Linked DNA regions of Mus musculus: region 2 is linked to region 1. The links are chromatin contacts, called in public Hi-C maps. All regions are on one chromosome and are shown on one strand. Each heading gives the region's core, a stretch centred on a gene start, on an enhancer-like site or on the middle of the called end of the contact. The rest is flanking DNA. Distances are from core to core; before and after follow the strand shown. Region 1 holds the start of Itga3 (integrin alpha 3). Region 2 overlaps Gm11515 (a long non-coding RNA gene).

Region 1 (5,497 bases), core at 831-3,330:
ATATCGTCCTCAAGGTCACAGAATAGAGCGGGAGATGTTGCAGAATCTCTTCTAGTGTGTTAGTTCCGGCCATGCACATTCAACAACAGAACATCTGAGAACTCTGGACTGGGCTGGGGGGAGGCAACAGCACTGCTGTAGCAACTAACTATTATCAGAGGGCCTCAGAAAGGTAGAAGGTTAAATCTGCCCAGCCAGGACAGGAAGGGTGTGGTGGATCCACCTTCTTCTGCAGGGGCCAGGTAGGGTAGAGACTAAGTCCAGGTGGGCAGTACGGACAAGGGCTGGGCCAGCAGGACAGAGGCAAAGACTGACGTTGAGTTGGACTTTGAACATTCCAAACTTCCTCAAGTTTCTACAGGCCCCAGTCAGAGCAGGGAGAGGTTTCAACACTTTTTACCTTGACTGTGTCTTCTGATTTAGGAACTGTCAGAGGCCGGGCAGGAGTAAATGCCTGGCAGACCACCCAGCTCAAAAAGGTAGGAGGGGCTTATATGATGGATCATCACTGTCCCTCCTGGGCAGTTTCACCACCTCTGGTCACCCTCTTCCCTCAGCTAGCCAACCTAAGCACACAGAACCTATGCAGAGAAACCTCAGACACCTGGACATGACCCGTTGGGCATGAGTGTGCTCAGGGAGGGGCAGGTGGCTGGATGCAATCTCCTCCCCTCCTCCACTCTGCTGGGCTCTTCCCGCTTCTTGCAGCTGTTGCAAAGAGCAGAAGAAAAGAGAAAACACCATTCCCCTCTTCAAACCAAAACAAACACACTCAGGGCTGCTGATTCAACATGAATCTGTGGAATGCAGGGAGATGTCTGGTGGGAGTACCCCCACTGCTTCCGGGTGGGCTCTGGCCTCAGAGTAGAAGACAGCGCCTCCTCTGTCTTCTACTGTCCGTTCCTCTAGGGGCAAGAGGAAGTCTCTGGACAGCTCCGAATGCCCAGCCTCTTCATCACCTCACTCTGCAATGCCAAGCCCTTGAGAAGTGTGGTCCAGCCTGGTTCTGCAGAGGGCGTGGCTGCTCTGGCCACAGGCTAAATGAGAGGGCTAATAGGGATTTGAACGCATATATTCTCGGTTCTCTTCAAGGAGGAGGGGAAGAGCGATGTAATAGGTGTTTAATATACAGAGTTCTCCTAGCCCGGGAAAGAAGCTAATGTTAGGTACTGGATTCTCAGGGTGCTGGGCAACAAAGACCCTACTTCCGAAGATGTCTGAAATGTGGAGCGGTCGCGTCTAGACAGGTTCTGGCCAGGTCAGCACTTGCCATGATTACTGCCCCCCTCCCCCCACCCCCTTCCTCCACTTGCCGCCAAGCCCCACAATCGGAGAACTGCCGTCTTACCCGCCCTCTTAATCCTGGCTCACAAGGAAAGGCCAGCAGCAGCAGGCCTGGAAGTCAGCGGGCCCAGGGCTCCAGTTTAGCTTAGGTCAGGTATCCGCGCACATACCCCTCTCTCTGCACCCCACCTCACCGCCGCCAGGCTGACTTACAGGTAGCGCTGTTGTCGCTCAGTCTGCCGATGGAGGGCGACCGAGTAGCCGAAGAGGCTACCGGGGTTCACCGCCTCCTTCACCACCAGGAATCGGGTGTCCAGGTTGAAGGCGAAGGCGACCCGGCCGCAAGCCGCCACCATCAAGGCCAGAGCGCGGAGCAGCCAGCCAGGGGCGCGGGGCACGCGGCAGGGGCCGGGGCCCATGGCTGCGGGCCGGGCCGTAAGGGGCCGGGCGAAATCGCTAGAGGGCTCAGCACCGGGAGTGATGAACGGTTCACCTGCTCCAGGCGCCACCAGAGGACACCCGAGCCCGCAGAGCCGCTGCACCGGTAGTCAGGCAATTTTTTACCCTAGTCCGGGTCACTTTCACGTCTGCTCCGGGTGCTTTTCCAATCCGTTTTCCAGATCCGTGGATCTACTCTCACGTTGGTTCGGTGGACGGGTCACCGTTCCGAGCTCCGAGCACCCCACACCCTAGATGGTCCCGGCCGCGCCCCCTTGGAGGTGTTAGCTCTTTGGACCTCGGCTAGGTGGAGGATTTAGAACGGCAAGCCCTCGATCACCAGGAGGGCAGGAGGGAGGGATCCTCCCCAGCGCGCCCCGCCTCCCCACCGCCCAGCCCCGCACCTCCCCACCTTGCGCGCCCAGTCCGGGCTCCGCTTTCCTTCCGGGGAAAGAGAAAAGGTCCCCGCTCGGCCGCCGCCTCTTAAAGGGGCAGCGCCGCCCCTCCCTCTCCATCTCTCCTATCGCGACTCCGCCCTCTCTCTCAGACACCTGTCGGGAACCCTTAAAGCCCGGATTTCCCCTTCCAGCGGAGAGCTTCTTCCTAGGAGCGTCGCCTTCGGTACAAGACGGATTGGACGGGCGGGGCCAGAGGTGGATTTGCTTGGCGCTTGCGGCGGCTGCTACTGGAAAGGCCGTTCAAGGCACCGCCAGCACCGCGATCCCCGCTGGACAAACCAGGCGTTGGCTCTTCGGAGAACGGTCGACTGTGTTCGGCTGCCTGGAATGCGGACCTCCGCAGTGATGTGAGTCCCTAAGAGGTGACTGCGGGTCTCCGGACTTAACTTCTTCGTGCTAAGTACACTCAATGTTATGTATGAAGGAGTATTTCTCCTGCCCACCCGCCTCCTCTCATCCTGTTCCCTGCTGGAAGCGGCTCCTCCGCAAAGCCAGACAGATATTTAGTGGTGGTGATGACAACCCATCAGAAATAATAATTAGCAAAGGGCAGCCTTTGTCTCGAAGCAGTGAATGGGACCTCAGCCCCCACAGGTGTGATGCTGGGTGGAGACAGGTGGGCTTGACTCAAAGATCTCACTATCCGAGGAAGAATTAGGGAACTCCAAGAGTGTATGGAATGTTGTTTTGGTCTAACTCAGATTTCCCCTAATGCAGAACAAGACTCATTTTCCCTGAGCATCGTTTTCTACATGTTTTTATAATTAAATAAGAACAGCACATGCAGCAGGCACTATGCTAACTGCTTTACAAATACTACTTTTTCAAGGCAATATACATGTATACAAGTATATATGTGTATACACACACATCTACACAACCACCAGTCTAAGGAAAAGGGAAAGCAGAAAATGAGCCCATCCAATGGGATTCTGCTCCGGTGTTTGAGGAACCAGCTCATTCTGTGTCTGATTCCCTATCTAGACATTGTGACCTTAGAAGGTACAATCATTTCCTCACAGCTGATCTTATCTCTTACACTCAAAGGTGCAGCCCTTAGAGACCAGGATGTCCTTTTGCTCATGACAATTACTGACAGTTTGTCGTTGCCACCACTATGTAAACCCAGGTCTGTACCTGTCTCTCTATTTACATATGGGAGCAGAGCTGTCTCTTCATCAGACACAGCCCTGGAGGGACCAGGGGGAGCAAGCAGCTTTCCCTGCATAAAGTAAGTTTGAGATCTTTGCAGCCCCATGTGGCCACATTGATGCAGGAGCAGCCCAGATGAGCCTGGAGTTAAATAGAAAGATGAGAAAGCAGAGGTGAGCCACCGGAAGGCGCGGGTCTACGATTATGAAATCCTTACACCAGTCATCAGGGAATTAGCTCTGCTTTTAAGATGAGAACACCAAGGCTCAAGGAAGTTACGCTATTCGGCTAAAGCCACAAAGCTAAGATTCTAATAGTGCGGTATCTAACCCCAGAACCCTTCTTAACCATTATGCTAATGATTAACCCTTAGGACAAATCAGATTTTGTTGAGACTTGGTGTGACCGGAGCCTCTCCTATGGGAGTGTCCTCTTCCATTACTTTCTACTTCCCTTTTGGCCTGGCAAATTCTAGATGCCCCGCCTAACTGGTTAAAATGGTAACTGCTAAACAATCTATCTTCCTTTAGCTTTGCAAATACCAGAAGATCTGATGACCTTTCTAGCCTTGTTCCTCTGTCTTTGCGTACAAACCAATGCATATTTACTACCCGGCTGTTTAGCTCCCGATAAGAAGCTTGTCTGCTTTAGGAATGGAACCGGTCCCAAGAGATAAAGTAGATTGTAGTGTTCTGGGCAGAGGGGGGAAAACAACAAACATACCAAAACCCCCAGAGATGTAAGCCATAGGCAGCAAAGACCACTCCCTCAGCCTATAGAACATGCTTCAGTCTGCATATGGAAGTCAGGACAACCTCATGGGCTAGGTGATTCTTCCACTTTTACATGCTTTCTGAGGTCAAACTCAGGTCATCAGCCTTGTACAGCAAGCACTTTATATGCTGAGGCATCTTGCCAGCCTGGTATGACTTCTGCCATGTAGCTCAGGCCAGCCTCAGAATATTGGCTACTGAGGAGCGAGCATCCTTAACCAGGTAAAGTTAGGAGCGTGGCTTTAGGATCTGCCCAGACTCCCACCTTGCTCCCATCCCCCAGCTACGGGCCTAGGCTGAGCAGTTTCCTGTCTTCTCCATGGGGAAAGTGGGGGTTAACGTGCAGGCCTCTGAAGCTTGGCGTCGTCACATCTTACAAATCATTTAATGTCCAGACTCGCGTCATCTTTCTGGGTGCCCTCTGAAAGTCAGGACTGCCGACCTTGTTTGCCTCGTGAGGGAGCAGCACTTCAGGAGTATACCTGGATGTCCAAAGTCACACAGCTCATGGGAAGGGAGTAAGGCACAGCAGGGACTGTACCCACTGACCACAGCTGTGTCTTTAAGAGACAAACTCCAGGCAGATGTTGTTCAGACAGTCAGACATACCTAAACAAGAGCAGCTGCGATAACAGTTTTCTCTGTGGCATTTGAGAGCAGACGCTTGTCCCTGGCTGCCCTTGGAACACTATTAGTCTGAGCTATGACTTCCAGGGCCACTCAGTGTCTCTCATGGTTTGACTTGTGGGCTAGAGCTACCAAAGACATCTGGGGTCAAGGAACAGGAAGCTAGATGGAAGTTGAGCCATTGCGTTTGCCCTTCTGGATAGCTCCCTTGGTTCTTGGCCCTATTCCTAGAGGAGTGTTGATAGCCAGAGCCAGGAGGGCCAGGGTGGGCACTTGGTATAGGCAAGGTTCTGGCCCAAAATAGCTTTGAGTCATGTGATGATGACAGATGGGCTCCACGCCAGGCCTTATCTAGTAAACCATCCCAAACAGGAAGGACCAGCATGTCCGATCTGGGGACCAGGAGCAGGAAAGGGACGAGGGATGGCATTTCCAGTCTAAAGGAGTGTCCAGAGGGAATGTGGGAGCAAGAGCAGAGAGAGCCATAGAAGACAGACCTACCTGAGGAATGTGGGAAGTGTCAGGCAGACCTATGGGGGATGGACTGGGGTGGAGGGAGACATGGGCTGCCTAAGTCAAGGCTGGAGATCTGGAGCAAGAACTCCCAGTTCCATGCTGTAAGGCTGAAACTCTTTGTTACTGAGTGTTTTATCTCAAGGGCCACATCTCACCCCTCTGGTTGCCTCTACACTGCCAGCTCTTCCCCGTGGAGAATGGATCAGCCTAGAAACACAGGATGTGTGGAAAATGTTGGGCCTCTGCTCA
Region 2 (5,497 bases), core at 1,267-3,766, 160 kb after region 1:
AGGCACTGGGCTGAAACAACTATCAGAGGGAAAACACGCGGGGGTTGGGGGGTGCAGAGACACACTCCTGCATGCCCATCGCTCAGAACGCTGAGGCAGGAGGATCGCCTCAGATACAAGGCCTGCCTGGGTTACCAAACCCCTTGGCTTCTACATCTTACATCTCTGCTCCTTCCAGGCTGGCCCTCACCAGCCCATCCCCCTAAGCCCTCTCATGCTCGCCCATGCTGCCAGTCCCCAGAGGACTCTCTCAAGCTGAATGTCTCTGGCTACATCCTCAGCCATACCCAGGCATCAGCAAGCAAGAAGACGCAAGTAGTCCACCAGGTCACATTGCTTTTTCAGACTTCTGTGTGGCTTCCTTCTGATCCATGTCCCTCTTACCCACCAGGGACCTGCCAACCCTAGCTAGAGTGACAGGAGGCAGCTGTGACATTAGAGCAGCATACAAGCAATGCAGGTCCCTGTGAGCTCAGGCCACAGGCCATGCCCTTACTTGAGGCAGGTTGCTTGTTTCTCAAGGAGGATGGGGGAGGTAGTGAGGAAGGGAGATGGAGGGGCATCTATGAGGCAGCAGGACTAGTCCAAACTCACACAGCACTGGTGTGTACCCAAGCATTGCTCTCAGCCCAGTGTCTAGGGAATCATGAACTCACTCCTCCAAGCCAACCTGAGAGGAAGACACTGCCTCTACCATCTTTGTACAGAAGGGAGAATGAAACACAGAGAGGTGTAGTAACTTTCCTAAGGTTACACAGTTGGATATCGAAGACAAGATTTAAATTCAGACTGTCTAGCTCTTTGATCTCCTCTCCCCGTGTAATTTTTCTGCTTAAAAGTTTCACACCTATGAGAATAAGCTGAGGCTTGCTCGTCCTTGAGACATCCAAGGTCTCCTCAAGCTGCCAGCTCCCCCACCGACAGCACTTCTCTGCCCTACTGGATACCTGACTATTTGAATCTTATCTCTATCAGCTGCCTAACTACATGATTTTTGGCTAAGTTACTCCATCTTCCTGAGCCTCAAGCTCCTCCTCGAGCCTCCAAACTGGAGGACTACTGATACCTACAATTAAGTAGACTTAATGAGATCACCCAGATGGAAAGCCTACTAGGCACCACCGACCTGCACACAGAAACAGCACAATACTGAGCAGAAAGAGAAGGAGAGAGATGTCTCAGGTGGCAACTTGGTGTTAGGTTGTTTAGTGGCCAGGTGGGGGAGGGGTCTCCTGCAAGAACTATCCTGGGGAGGAGCATGCTTCAGACTGAAAGGCTAGTCACCAGTAGGGCTCCTGTTGACATTTGAATTTTTGGGGTGGCTAGAACCAGATCAAAAGTCCCCCATACCTGTCTCCCATGGCCCACGGAGAGGCATCTCTGCCTGAGGCCCACCTCTCGCAGCCCCTAGAGTCACTGGCTGTTCCTGCTGGGCACAGTCTCAGGGAGAAAGAGGGTAGTTGCACCTGATGAGACTTCTCGTCAGGAGTATTGAGCCCGCCTGCACAGGCTTGGTCTGAGTCTGGGATTTTAGCCTGAGTCCTATTGTCCGATCTCCCCTGGCCCTAGCCCCTTGGTCCGAAGCAGACACGGTTGCCCAGGATGGTCTCCCAGGAGACCAAACTCTCTTGGGAATTTGGTAAAGAATGAGGCATGGGGGTGAGGTGGGAACAGGGTATGGAGCTCAGGCTGAGGTACAGACAGCCACACCAACCGGAGCCTCAGGTATGGCTACTCTGGTTTTGTTTGCTTCCAGTGGGAGGTATGCTTATCCAGTTCCTGCCTGCGGCTCATTGAGAAACTCCAAATGGGGACGGAGTCTGCGTGTACAAACTGAAGAGCATCCTTGCCAGAGACACGACTGTGTCCGTCAGTTTCAAATACAGTTTCCAGCACCGCTGCTCAGCAGGATAGCTTGTATATTTGACAACTGGCTGCCCACACTCTTGAGGGAGTGAAACGAGTCTGCTCTGGCCCTGTAGCTCCTTGACCTTCTACCAAGGAGGGAGTGGGGCAGGAATCTGCCACCAGAGTTTTATTCTGGATCTGCTCATGCCGGGCCATCGGATCACCTCCTTCTACATCCAATCAGGAACCCTGCGATCAGGTGCACACTCTGTGACCCTCTGAGATGTGGGAGGAGGGAGAGCCTGGAGTCCTTCTCCATCCACCGGCCTGATGTGAGAGGCTCTAGGCAGCCCTAAAAGCACACTGGGAATGCGTGAGTCACTGAAACCCCAAAAGTCTCTGCCCCCACCCCTCCAATCTCTCCCACAGCATCCCTCTAGTACTGGACCAGGGATGACCTAGGAGTTCTTTCTACTACAGTGCGCCCTTCCCCCACCAAGCCCCATTCTCCCTCTCTGCTGAGGAGTGTCTGTCTGTCTGTGACTTCTAGGGTCTGGGGAGACAGAGAGCGGGTTGTTGTTTGAATCTGAATCTGGAGACTATTTAGGAGAAGGGGAAATGAGGTCACCAGAGGCAGGCTTTGAAGGTCATACTCAGCCCCTGGTCTGGCTTCTCTCTCCACTTCCTGATCTGCCATTGTGTAAACAGCTCTGCCTCACACTCCCGCTGCCTGCTGCCTGCCGTGAAGGGAGTCCGGACACTTCCCTTACCCAGTGGTGAACTGAAATCCTAAGACACACTAAATCTTCCTTTACGCCTTTAAATCCCAGCACTCAGGAGGCAGAGGCAGGTGGATCTCTCAGTTGAAGGCCAGCCTGGTCTACAGAGCGAGTTCCAGGATAGCCAGAGAAACTCTGTCTTGAAAATGAACAAACAAACAAACAATAAAACATTTCTGTCATCCTCTTGTCTCAGTGACAAGTAGGACCCGAAGGGAGATGGATCTAGATATGGGGGCTCTAGTTGACCCCCCCATCCTTCAGCTGTGCTGAAGACCATGCCTCCATCTCAAAAGCTGGATGGCAGCCACTCAGGGTGGCTCGGGCCTGCATCCTAGGATCCAGAAGATAGAAGCAGGAGGATCCTAAGTCCAAGGCCATCTTCATTTACTAGGGAATTGGAGGCTAGCCTGAGCCGTACAGTGACTTCCAGGTCAGCCAGAGGCTAGCCTGAGCCACACAGTGACTTCCAGGTCAGCCAGAGGTTGTGTGAGACCCAGGCTCAACCAATAAGATGGAGTCTTGTTCGACAGCTCACTAAGAAAAGACCTGCCTGCCAACTCAGCAGGCTTGAGTTCCATCCCCAGGAGACCCGCATGGTAGAAGGAAAAAGCAGACTCCTGGAAGTTATCTTCTATCTTCCATAGGTACGCTGTAGCATGCCCGCTCCACGCTCACTAAATAAATACATGTTAAAAATAAAAAATAATAGGGGCCGGAGAGGTGGCTTGGCCTCTAACGCGCTTGCGTAACAAGCCTTACAACCTTGAGTTCAATTCCCTGAAACCCACGTAAAGGTGGAATGGCTCCAGAAAGGTCTCCTCTGAGAGCCATGTGTTCTCCGTGGCTTGCACACCCACACTCACACACACACAAGAATAAATAAATAACTTTTAAAAACACAGCAACAAAAGAAAAGGCTGAGTGTTCTGGGGGGAACACCACAGAGACCCCTTGACATGTTCCTTGAGCTTTCAAATAGCAAGTCTGCCCAAAACACCAGTGGGAAACTAAGGCAGGAAGAGAAAGCTAGCAAGGAATGACGTTGCAAGGGCCTGGGCTCCAGAGTCCAGAGAGGCCCCTTAGAAGTACCAGAGATCCACAAAGCTGGTTTTAGAAGAACAGGTCGTTCTTATGCCCTGGTGGCCTTCGGGCAGCTGCTCGGGTCCTGGCTCAAGACTGTCCTCTTTCTCAATCTCCTTTCCTTTTGCTATTCTCTCTTTCATTTATTGATGGAGCAGGAGAGATGGGCAGGGGGAAGTATGGAGTTAGGACCTTGCGATTTGTTCAGGCTGGCCCTGAATTCACTCACAGTCCTCCTGCCTCAGACTCCTGGGTGCTATAGGATTCCAGGAGACCCAGATGTTCTGTCTAGCTCAGAAGCACCTCTTCATTTCAGGGTGTCTGTACCTCGCTCTCAGAAATTCAGGGCACCTAATCTCTTGCATCAAACTGAGGGGTTCCTCGGCCTGGGTCTGGCTTCATCGCAGCATGGTAGTACCCAGAGCAAGTTCTCTGTGCACCCATAAGCCAGCTACCCCCAAAGGGTAGCAGGAGGAACAGAAGCTGGCCAGTGCTGTAGCCCATCCCTCCCTACAGCAGAGCTGTGCTTGGACAAGTCTGTCTGAGATGAGCAAGCTAACCTCAGCCCAAATCCCTGATTTCTAAAGGGGAAAAAAAAAAAGCCTCCCTCACTCCTCCAGCCTCCTCCCCAGCCAAAAACCTCAGACCACAGGCCCCACCACGCTGGCAGAGCCAGGGAAACAGGCCAAAGTTGCTGAGGAGGGGAGAGGGTCCAGCCAGGTCTTAGAACATAGACAGACCTTTGCAGGTAAGGCCCAGGCCCCAGAGCATCATGGGCTGCTGCCGACCACAAGGACCAGGAAGACCCCAAGCCATACAGGTCCTAGATGGCAACTCGGGCCCTGAGGGTGGTGTGGAGAAAGAAAGGCAGAGGAAGCCGCTTCAACTTCTCTGCTTCCAGAGAGCCTTAATGGGCGGTGGGCTCACCTGGGCTGGGGGGGCGGCGGGTGGGGGGGTGTCCCTCACTTCCTGATAGTCAAGAGAGCAAGAGTGGACTCAGGAACGGGGTGCATGGAACTGCATACAATGGACACAGAGAGGGAGGGGGAAAGGAGAGGAAGAGAAAGCGGTTGAGTGCTGAGGGGCTTTAAGTGGACAGGAAGGAAGGCACCAGGTGTGCTGTGTGCTCTTGTAACTCACGGGGAAGCAGGCCACACCCCAGCTGCCTCTTACAGTCTTCTTCCTCTTCCTCCTCTTCCTCTTCCTTCTTATTTATTTATTTATTTATTTTACAATAACATCTCACATAGCCCTAGCTGGCCTCAAACTTTCTACGTAACCAAAGACAACCTTGAACTCCTGATCCTCCTGCCTCCACTTCCCAAATATGCGTGCGTGCCAGCTTGCCAGGTTTACGTGGTGCTAGGGACTCGACTGAGGGCTTTGTCAATGCTTCCTGAGCCCCCCAACCAACGGAGCTCCACCCTCATCCCATACAGAACCTGCCCTCCCACCCTCGGAGGCAGAATCCAGTCATACCCACAGGCAGGATGCAGGACTCAGCCACTGACACAGCTGCTGTTACCCACCCCTCCTCACACCTGAACACACACACATCTACTCATCTATACGCTCCCTTTTATACACATGACACACATGCAGAGCATGCCCACAGTCACTGTTTGTGGCCAGAGAGCCCACATCCCTCACAATACACACAGACATAAATACAAGCACACTCATGTTGCTGTAGCTGGTGGGTCAGGCCCTGCTTGCCCAGATCTGACCAGTACAGGCAACGTCCCTGCTCCCAAGCATCCTTGTCCACCTCCCAGACAGGTCTTCTC

The links. Hi-C and Micro-C count contacts between places; a contact is called where the count stands out from the background.
Region 2: a Hi-C map of bone marrow-derived macrophages shows a contact between it and region 1, with 38 read pairs. The contact joins the enhancer-like site here to the promoter of Itga3 in region 1. A contact is called at or near these places in 16 of 39 promoter capture datasets (the 3T3-L1 cell line, 3T3-L1-derived adipocytes, the C10 cell line and 10 more), 1 of 15 datasets of contacts at CTCF or cohesin (the NIH/3T3 cell line), 5 of 484 Hi-C or Micro-C datasets (the HPC-7 cell line, Th1 cells, bone marrow-derived macrophages and 2 more), 24 of 115 datasets of contacts at active chromatin or transcription factors (VIP interneurons, bone marrow-derived macrophages, craniofacial prominence and 15 more) and 4 of 9 other capture datasets (adipose tissue, embryonic stem cells, liver and 1 more).

The regions. Positions count from the first base shown.
Region 1 is chr11:95,074,634-95,080,130 of GRCm38.p6, forward strand. It overlaps Itga3 (integrin alpha 3), which reads right to left and starts at 2,081. Exons shown (of 26, transcript NM_013565.3): 1 at 1,498-2,081. The coding sequence starts at 1,703.
Region 2 is chr11:95,236,170-95,241,666 of GRCm38.p6, forward strand. The region is part of intron 1 of Gm11515 (a long non-coding RNA gene); the gene reads right to left. Among named protein-coding and RNA genes, the nearest start is that of Gm11515, 21 kb to the right of the region's middle. Within about 2 kb of position 2,517, at least 13 of the 459 cell types and tissues checked have an H3K27ac peak or open chromatin away from gene starts, as enhancers often do. A contact at or near this core is called in bone marrow-derived macrophages and trophoblast stem cells, where this site is marked.